Linked DNA regions of Sus scrofa: region 2 is linked to region 1. A link is a contact called in public HiChIP or PLAC-seq data. All regions are on one chromosome and are shown on one strand. The core of a region is the stretch at or near the end of the contact, and the rest is flanking DNA. Distances in the headings are between cores, read along the strand shown. Region 1 overlaps SLC9A9 (sodium/hydrogen exchanger 9). Region 2 has its middle 160 kb from the start of SLC9A9.

Region 1 (3,575 bases), core at 855-3,354:
CATCCAGACAAACATGGATGAAAGCCCGGCAGCTCGACATGACAGCCCTTGACAAGGGATGTGCAGCCATAAAATAAACCTCAGCAGAAATGTTGCCTTTACAGCTAACATGGCCACACCTTCACCTCCATGTTCTCTGCATCACTTGTGGGAAAAAGAGCAATTGAAACTCTCAAATTAAATAAAACTTTCCCATAATTCTCCACTCTAGCTGAGCAGGGCTCAACTTTCCATGAATGCCCTTTGCTTTGGTAGCATAAAATCTTAGTGAGCCATGCTCTCTATTTCCTTTGAACTTTATATTTTTCCATAAAAGTTTTATATCCAAACATAGAACATTATATTTCTTGTGAAGGCACTTAAGTTATCTGGGTACATATTCATTGTTACTGGTTTCAAAATATCGGAAAGTGTAACTGAGAAGGCTAGCAAGTGAGCCCCTCTAAGCTTGACTTAATTCTCTATTATGTTTTCCTTTTGGAGCCATAGGTTTTATACCATATTTTGAGTCCCCCTTTTTAAATGCAATCTCTTACCTTGATATCTCTGAAGATATTTTGTAATTCCTACCTATGGTAGATTATTTGCAAAGATGACCACAATAACTCTTCCCATCCCTATATGCCTACCCCTTTGTAATGTGACTTTATCACACCCTGCATCTAGAACTGGAGCCTATTTCCTCATGCCTTAAATCTTGGCTGCTTTCATGACACTTTGACCAATGCAATGCACTGAAAGTGATATTGCAGGACTTCTGGGACTGAGCCTTCAGAGTCTTGCACTACTGTTCCCATCATCTTGGAATGTTGCCTTGAGACCACCAAGAGAAAAGGCCAGGACTAGCCTCCTGGAGCTGAGAGTTTGCACAGAACAGAGCTGAGTTCCCTAGACCAACCAGCTAACAGTCACAATTAGCTACCAAACATCTGAGTGCTCCTACATTGGACCATCCAACTCCTGTCAAGCCCCAATGACTGTGGCGACATGAGAGACCTCGGATGAGAACCACAGAACTGCCTAGCTGAGTGTGATCTAAATTCTTGAGCCACAGAATTGTGAAGTAATAAAACAGCTGTTGTCTTACATCATTAAGTTTAGGGAGTGGTTTCTTATATAGCAATTGATAACTGATATATTTTCCTTATTATCTTTTTAACCTTTTATCTGCACAGGCTATGGGGTGTGTGTGTGTGTGTGTGTGTGTGTGTATGCACGCGCACACGCGAGCGTGCATGCACATGTGCATGTGTGTGTAGAAGCTGAGCTACATTTACTGTAGCTCCTCCATCATATTTTGGTCAAATTAAGAAAAATGTTTGACTTTGTGCCCCAGGGTGCTGAAAAATGAAGGTAAACTAGGTAATTCCAAGACTTGAATATTTAATTTAAAAGGAAACCCATAGTTAGAACCTTTAGGATAAGTTGTTTCATGATGATATGGATCAGGTGAATGTTTTTTCAGAATAGAGTATGTTTCAATTATTTTTATACTTTTTATTATTACACATTTCTCTTTTTTCATGTCAACCATCTCTCATATCATTTTGTTCCTTCTACATGACTTTCAACATTTCCCTTCCTAATTTGGAGTTAGATTTTATCTGCTTTCCTTTTTGAGTCTTTCAGAATTTGTCCTGTCATTCTGATTCTCGACAAGGTTGTGACAGAGGGACTAAATTGGTGTCTAACATATGTGGCTGTGACGACTTTACTTCCTTTATCTCCAAACTACCTCTCTGATGTTTTCACAGTCCCCTCCATTCTATCTTTTGTTTCTTTTCTTCATAAACTTTACTCTCCTCTCTGCTGCAGGAAACGAGCCCATGCCTGCTGTGATATGGATATGAGAAACCACACCGCTAAGCAGCTCAGGCTGTACTTGACAGATTAGAGATTATTTTATTTTCTTATTTGGCTGTGTCAGGGCAGTGGTGTATTTATTTTTCTCTTTGATGCCAGTGACAACTATTACTATGCCAGCTCTGAATCCAGAGAGTAAATGAGTGAGAGGAGAGTGGGGCCTTTTAGTCTGACTCAACACAGGCCCGTCCCCCCCGCCCCCCGCTGCCGCCTCCCCAGCTCTGCTGTGTTGCAGTCTACTGAAAATGGAATCTCAGAGAACAGCAGACCGGAGTCTCAGAGAACAGAGAGAAAAACATGGTTGGGAAGGAGGGGAACAGAGAAGGGAGAAAGAAGGGAGAAGGTGAAGATAGGAGAAAGGAAAAATATAGGGCTTTGTGGTTGATAAGAATTAACCAGGGGATACTGGCAAATACACTCTTGGTGCCTTTGTATCTCTGCTACTGCCTGCCAGTCGGAGTTATTCTTACTAACACATACACAAAGTGAAACAATAGAAGAGTCAGGTTTCCCAGAAATTGAAGTAAGCAGTATAATCGAGCTGCTTAAACTTATAAAACTATTAAATAGCTCCTTCCACTTATTTTTTCTTTTGCTTTCCTTCTAATATAATTGATACATGAAAGAGAATGTAGAGAAGACATACGCAAGTTACAAATTATAACAGTATATTGAATACCTGGAAACCCACTCCAAGCCATGAGCCAGAATATTACCAATAACTTATCCCTTTCTGTGTGTTTCTTTCCATCACATTCTTTTCCCTCTTTTCCAGAAATTACCACATTGCTGAATTTTTTTTTAATTCCCTTATTTACTACACACACATATGCACATATGCATTCTCACCTGTATGCATGCATGCTTATACAATATTGTTTAATTTTCATAGTTTACAAACATTATAAAAATGAGGTTATGACAGACCACTGTAAACCAGCTATAATGGAAAAAAATCATTTTAAAAATGAGGTTATATTACATGTAATTTTATGGGGCTTGATTTGTTGATCTTTATAAATATATATATATATTTTTCCCCCCACTATACAGCAAGGGGATCAAGTTATCCTTACATGTATACATTACAATTACATTTTTTCCCCACCCTTTGTTCTGTTGCAACATGAGTATCTAGACAAAGTTCTCAATGCTACTCAGCAGGATCTCCTTGTAAATCTATTCTAAGTTGTGATGATAAGCCCAAGCTCCCGATCCCTTCCACTCCCTCCCTCTCCCTCCCTCCCTCTCCCATCAGGCAGCCACAAGTCTTTTCTCCAAGTCCATGATTTTCTTTTCTGAGGAGATGTTCATTTATGATTTGTTGATCTTATGTTTCCAAGATTCACCTACATTGTCATAAGCAATTTTATTTCATTGCTCTCCACTGCTGTGCAATATTATATAATATAAATTTATTTTCCTTTTAATGAAATGTTTTTGCTATTTTGAACAATGTTGCTACTAATATTTTTTATACCTGGTATACATGTGCATATGGTTATAAGGTATACAAATATGTTCAAAGTATATAAGAATGTATTTATAAATGTTAAAGCTATATACTCATAAATATATACATTGGAATAAATTTCTATTCAAGAGTAAAACACTAATAATAGAAAAAATGCTCATGAAGATGGGTATCCTTTTAAGGTATAAAGACTTATTATAAAGCCATCATAATTAGGAGGGTATGTTTTTGGTGCAAG
Region 2 (3,976 bases), core at 459-2,958, 340 kb after region 1:
GGGCCTTGATTTTCTCTCATTGTTCTATAATGAGCACATATGTTGACACCTGGCAGACCCAGGAGTGTACTTGTGCAGGATTGTGGTGTCTTAGGGGCCTCCAGGGAGCAGACCTCCAGGTGGAAGTAACAAGAGGCAGCCTGAGTGTTTGGTGGAACTGTCATTAGCATCACAGGAGAGATTAAGTGACGTGACTAAAATCACACAGTTTCTTATTTCTTATGCCTTGAAGATGCTGGTCCCAGCTGAGGATGGGGAGACTGCTATACACAGATAAGCACAGCAGATATCCCAAGGAGCAAAGCTGAGCAGATTAACAGCAATGCCTGGGGGAGCAGATTGGACAGTGGTGAGTAGGCGGGTGGTCGCACATCTGAGACCCTTTCTGGGGACGTACCAGACAGGGAGTTTGCCCTAGGCTGTAGCTCTTGTTTATGCCAGAGTCAGGACAATTTAGCTTCCCTAAGATAGAGACTTGTATGGCTTAGGCCAGGTGCAAAACATCCCCTTTGACTGTGAAGAAAGGACTTCTCAATAAACTCTATCCTTAAAGGCTCTATAATTAAATTTTGAAAATATCTCATAATTTAAATTGTACTGATTTATGCTAAAGAATACGTCACAGACCTAATTGCATGCCTTAGGTAATTTGAATTAGTAGAGAAGGAACGACAATTTAAGGTGAGACTGTATGTATCACATTACAACTAAACCTGGAAAAACACTAAGAAATAATCTTCTCTTCTGTAGAACCCCCCCCAACTCGTTGCATTTCTCCTGTACTTCGTTGCTGTCATCTTTTATTTTAAATGATTTGATTTATAAATTGTTAAGGATGAAAGATACCTCTCAGATTATAGACAGGGACATGTGTAGCCAAGCTCAGAGAGAGAGAAATTAAGAGACTTGACTAAAATCACACAGTTTGTTCCTTTCTTTCTTTCTTTCTTTCTTTCTTTCTTTCTTTCTTTCTTTCTTTCTTTCTTTCTTTCTCTTTCTTTCTAAAAATCACACAGTTTCTTATTCCTTTTGTTAGGCTGCAGTGTCCTTGAAGGCAGGCATTGTGGCTTACTGGCCACGTCATACTCTGCAAATCCCAATGCCTTGTTCATGGATGGTACTGTAGGAATCAGCTGACAGGAGCTAAACTGGATCGTATTTATGTGAGATGCATTTCATATTGGGGATTAATAATAGTGCAAAAATCTTGTGAGAAGCCATATAAGAATGTAAATGCTTATTTCTATGTAAGAAACCAAGACTTAGATGCATCCTCTAAGGGGTAAAACTTAATAATGTATTAAACAAACATTTATGTAATTCTTACTATGTACCAGGCGTTATTCCAAATGCTTTACAAATTTTAACTACTTTGGTCTTCACAACAGAGTTAGGTCCTGTGATCCTAGACTTTATATATGAGGGAAGGAAGTTGTGGAGAGGAAAGTAACTTAATGAGAAACACACAGTGAATAATGACAGAGATGGGATTCAAATCCATCAGCCCAGCTCCACACTGCTTCTCCAGGGGTGTGGACTCCTTGCAGAGTTCATGCAATTTTCTCTTCCTCTCTTTAAAATTATGACTGAAGTGTCAGTCTTGCTTGGGCAATTTCTGCAGCCTGGTCACAAATACCATGTGAGGTTCCAAGAAACCAGAACTGCCGCAGCTGACACATCTTCAAGTCTGTGTCATTACAAGATGAACCACAGCCAAACATGACACAACTTATGAGGGTCTGGGATGGGTGCCCTGATAGAATCCTTCAGCAGAGTAAGTACAGGCAAAAACCTGTGTGACTTTGCTGATGCAGCTTGCCAGCCTCAAGAGGCTTTTGTGGTGACCCGGGTGCCATGGAAGGAAGTTAAGACATCAGGGGTTGTAACTTTCTTTCTGCATCTTGCAGAGGTTGTAATTCATTCTGGGGAAAGCACTGGAACTATAAGTGTTAGATCTATGTCCTTGAATAACTTTTCTTATCCAAGATTTGAACGGAGTACAAAAGTGGTTAAGTTGTCGCTTAGACTTGCCAGAGAACAGAGAAGTGACTGGAACAATTTACCATAAAAGGAAAAGTACTCATTTCCAAAGCCTTTATTGAAATGATTGCTTTACTCAAATTTCAGATTTTCCCCATAAGATATAAAACTAGCCAGAGACTCTTGGTTCAAACTGAGCTTGTTTTATCTTAATGGCATATGTGGATTCAACATTAGAAAACTGGGGAGATTTTAAACCTCAAATGTAACATGAAGTTGGTGTTTAGTGGGATAGTGGGAAATAGATTGAAAAGTTGTGGGTGAATATCGAAACTTAAAAGAAACTTTGAAATGTTCTCTGTTATGATTGTCATGAGGTATCAACTTTCAATATCCATATTTAAGCTCTTTTGAATTCCTAGGCTGCTGTGATTTGGTCAGCATAGAAAAAAGGGTCATTCATTAATGTATGATAATTTCCCAAAGTCCTATCTTGGGACAGACTGCTTGTCATCTGCTCAGTTGTTTCACAGAGATTCGGTAAAGGGAACATCTTTTCTGATATAAAAAGGAAATTCCATTTTAAAAAGCTGGATAAGAGTATATAGTTTAAATCAGCCCTGAAATAATATTGGAACCAGATCAGATTCTGTGGTTAAAATAGGTGTCTTGGGACATATTCAATTTTGATGGCAAAAGCCCACCTCCTGGGATTAATAGCCTGAGAGGCTTTCATTCAATTTAGAAACAAATTGTTATTACAATTTTTTTTTTAGGGCCACACCCATGACATATGGAAGTTTCCAGGCTAGGGGTCTAATCAGAGCCATAGCTGCTGGCCTACACCACAGCCACAGCAACGCCGGCTCCTTAACCCACTGAGTGAGGCCGGGGGTGGAACCCGCGTCCTCATGGATGCTAGTCGAGTTTGTTACCACAATGGGAACTCCTAGAAACAAATTAAATAGAAAGACTTGAGCAGAAATGTGTAGCTTCAAACATTATGTGGGATTCAAACTGAATTTCAACTAGGTGCCAGGTACTGTGTTGTACTGTATGGTACAAGAGATAGTTCTGACCTCAAGGAGTTTAAAAATGGGATTAATTTAAGGAATTATTGTATAGTTTGTAATCTTTTTGGTGTCATGGACCTTGGGTTGGTTAGGATGTTGATGCCTTGCTGCAAAGGATGGTAGATAGTAGTCTTTATTCTGACATGACTCTTCTCAGTTAAAAATAAAGGGAAGAAAGGACTATTACGAGGGTTAACAATCATCATTCCATGTGACAGACATGTTTAAGAATTTTTTTCAAAAGCTAACGCCCCTTTAGAAAAATTCATATAAGCATACACACAGTTTTATGTGATTTTAGGGTTTTTGTGGACTTCCCCTCTCCTAGAGTCTGATCAAGTTCCCCAGGAATATGAAAGTATCTAAGTGACACTTCTCATCAGCATCACCAATGTCGCACATTGGAATCTCCAGGAAGCAAATCTGAGATGGACTGAGAAGTTTTAACTTTTTTTTTTTTTCGGGGCGGGGTAACACTTATAAAAACAAAAGGAGAAGTAATAGAGTTGGACAGGTGGGAGGCATCAGATAACTCTCTAAACTCAGTGGGGGTATTTTTGAACAAGGACTGCCTGTTAGAGAAGTCAACACCGGGCAGAAATGGCAAGGCGCCACTGCCATGCTTAACCATTGACCAGTGACTTTCCTGGCCAGAGAGAGACCTTGAGAGCCTAAAGGAGATAAAAACTGGAGGCTAGTTGCTAATCAGTCTTTGCAGTGGACAGGAGCCCTTCCTTGAAGGGATCTGAGTGGTGCATCTCCTTGTCTGCCCCGACCAGCTACCCTCAAGAAGTTTGAATTACATAGCACCACCAAAGCCTGCTTTGGTCATGTCGCTCTTGGGAAAATTATAACTCCATGTTAGCACTAAAATTCTTAGAGATCTTTTGTATTGTGTATCTTGCATGTTAAGTTCACGATGA

What was found. HiChIP or PLAC-seq counts read pairs in DNA pulled down with a chosen protein or histone mark.
Region 2: a contact with region 1 is called in an H3K27ac HiChIP or PLAC-seq map of alveolar macrophages. The contact joins two enhancer-like sites. A contact is called at or near these places in 1 of 47 Hi-C or Micro-C datasets (embryonic fibroblasts) and 1 of 2 datasets of contacts at active chromatin or transcription factors (alveolar macrophages).

The regions. Positions count from the first base shown.
Region 1 is chr13:84,448,252-84,451,826 of Sscrofa11.1, forward strand. The region is part of intron 7 of SLC9A9 (sodium/hydrogen exchanger 9); the gene reads right to left. Among named protein-coding and RNA genes, the nearest start is that of C13H3orf58, 180 kb to the right of the region's middle. Within about 2 kb of position 2,105, at least 9 of the 83 cell types and tissues checked have an H3K27ac peak or open chromatin away from gene starts, as enhancers often do. A contact at or near this core is called in alveolar macrophages, where this site is marked.
Region 2 is chr13:84,790,288-84,794,263 of Sscrofa11.1, forward strand. No RefSeq gene overlaps it. Among named protein-coding and RNA genes, the nearest start is that of SLC9A9, 160 kb to the left of the region's middle. Within about 2 kb of position 1,709, at least 5 of the 83 cell types and tissues checked have an H3K27ac peak or open chromatin away from gene starts, as enhancers often do. A contact at or near this core is called in alveolar macrophages, where this site is marked.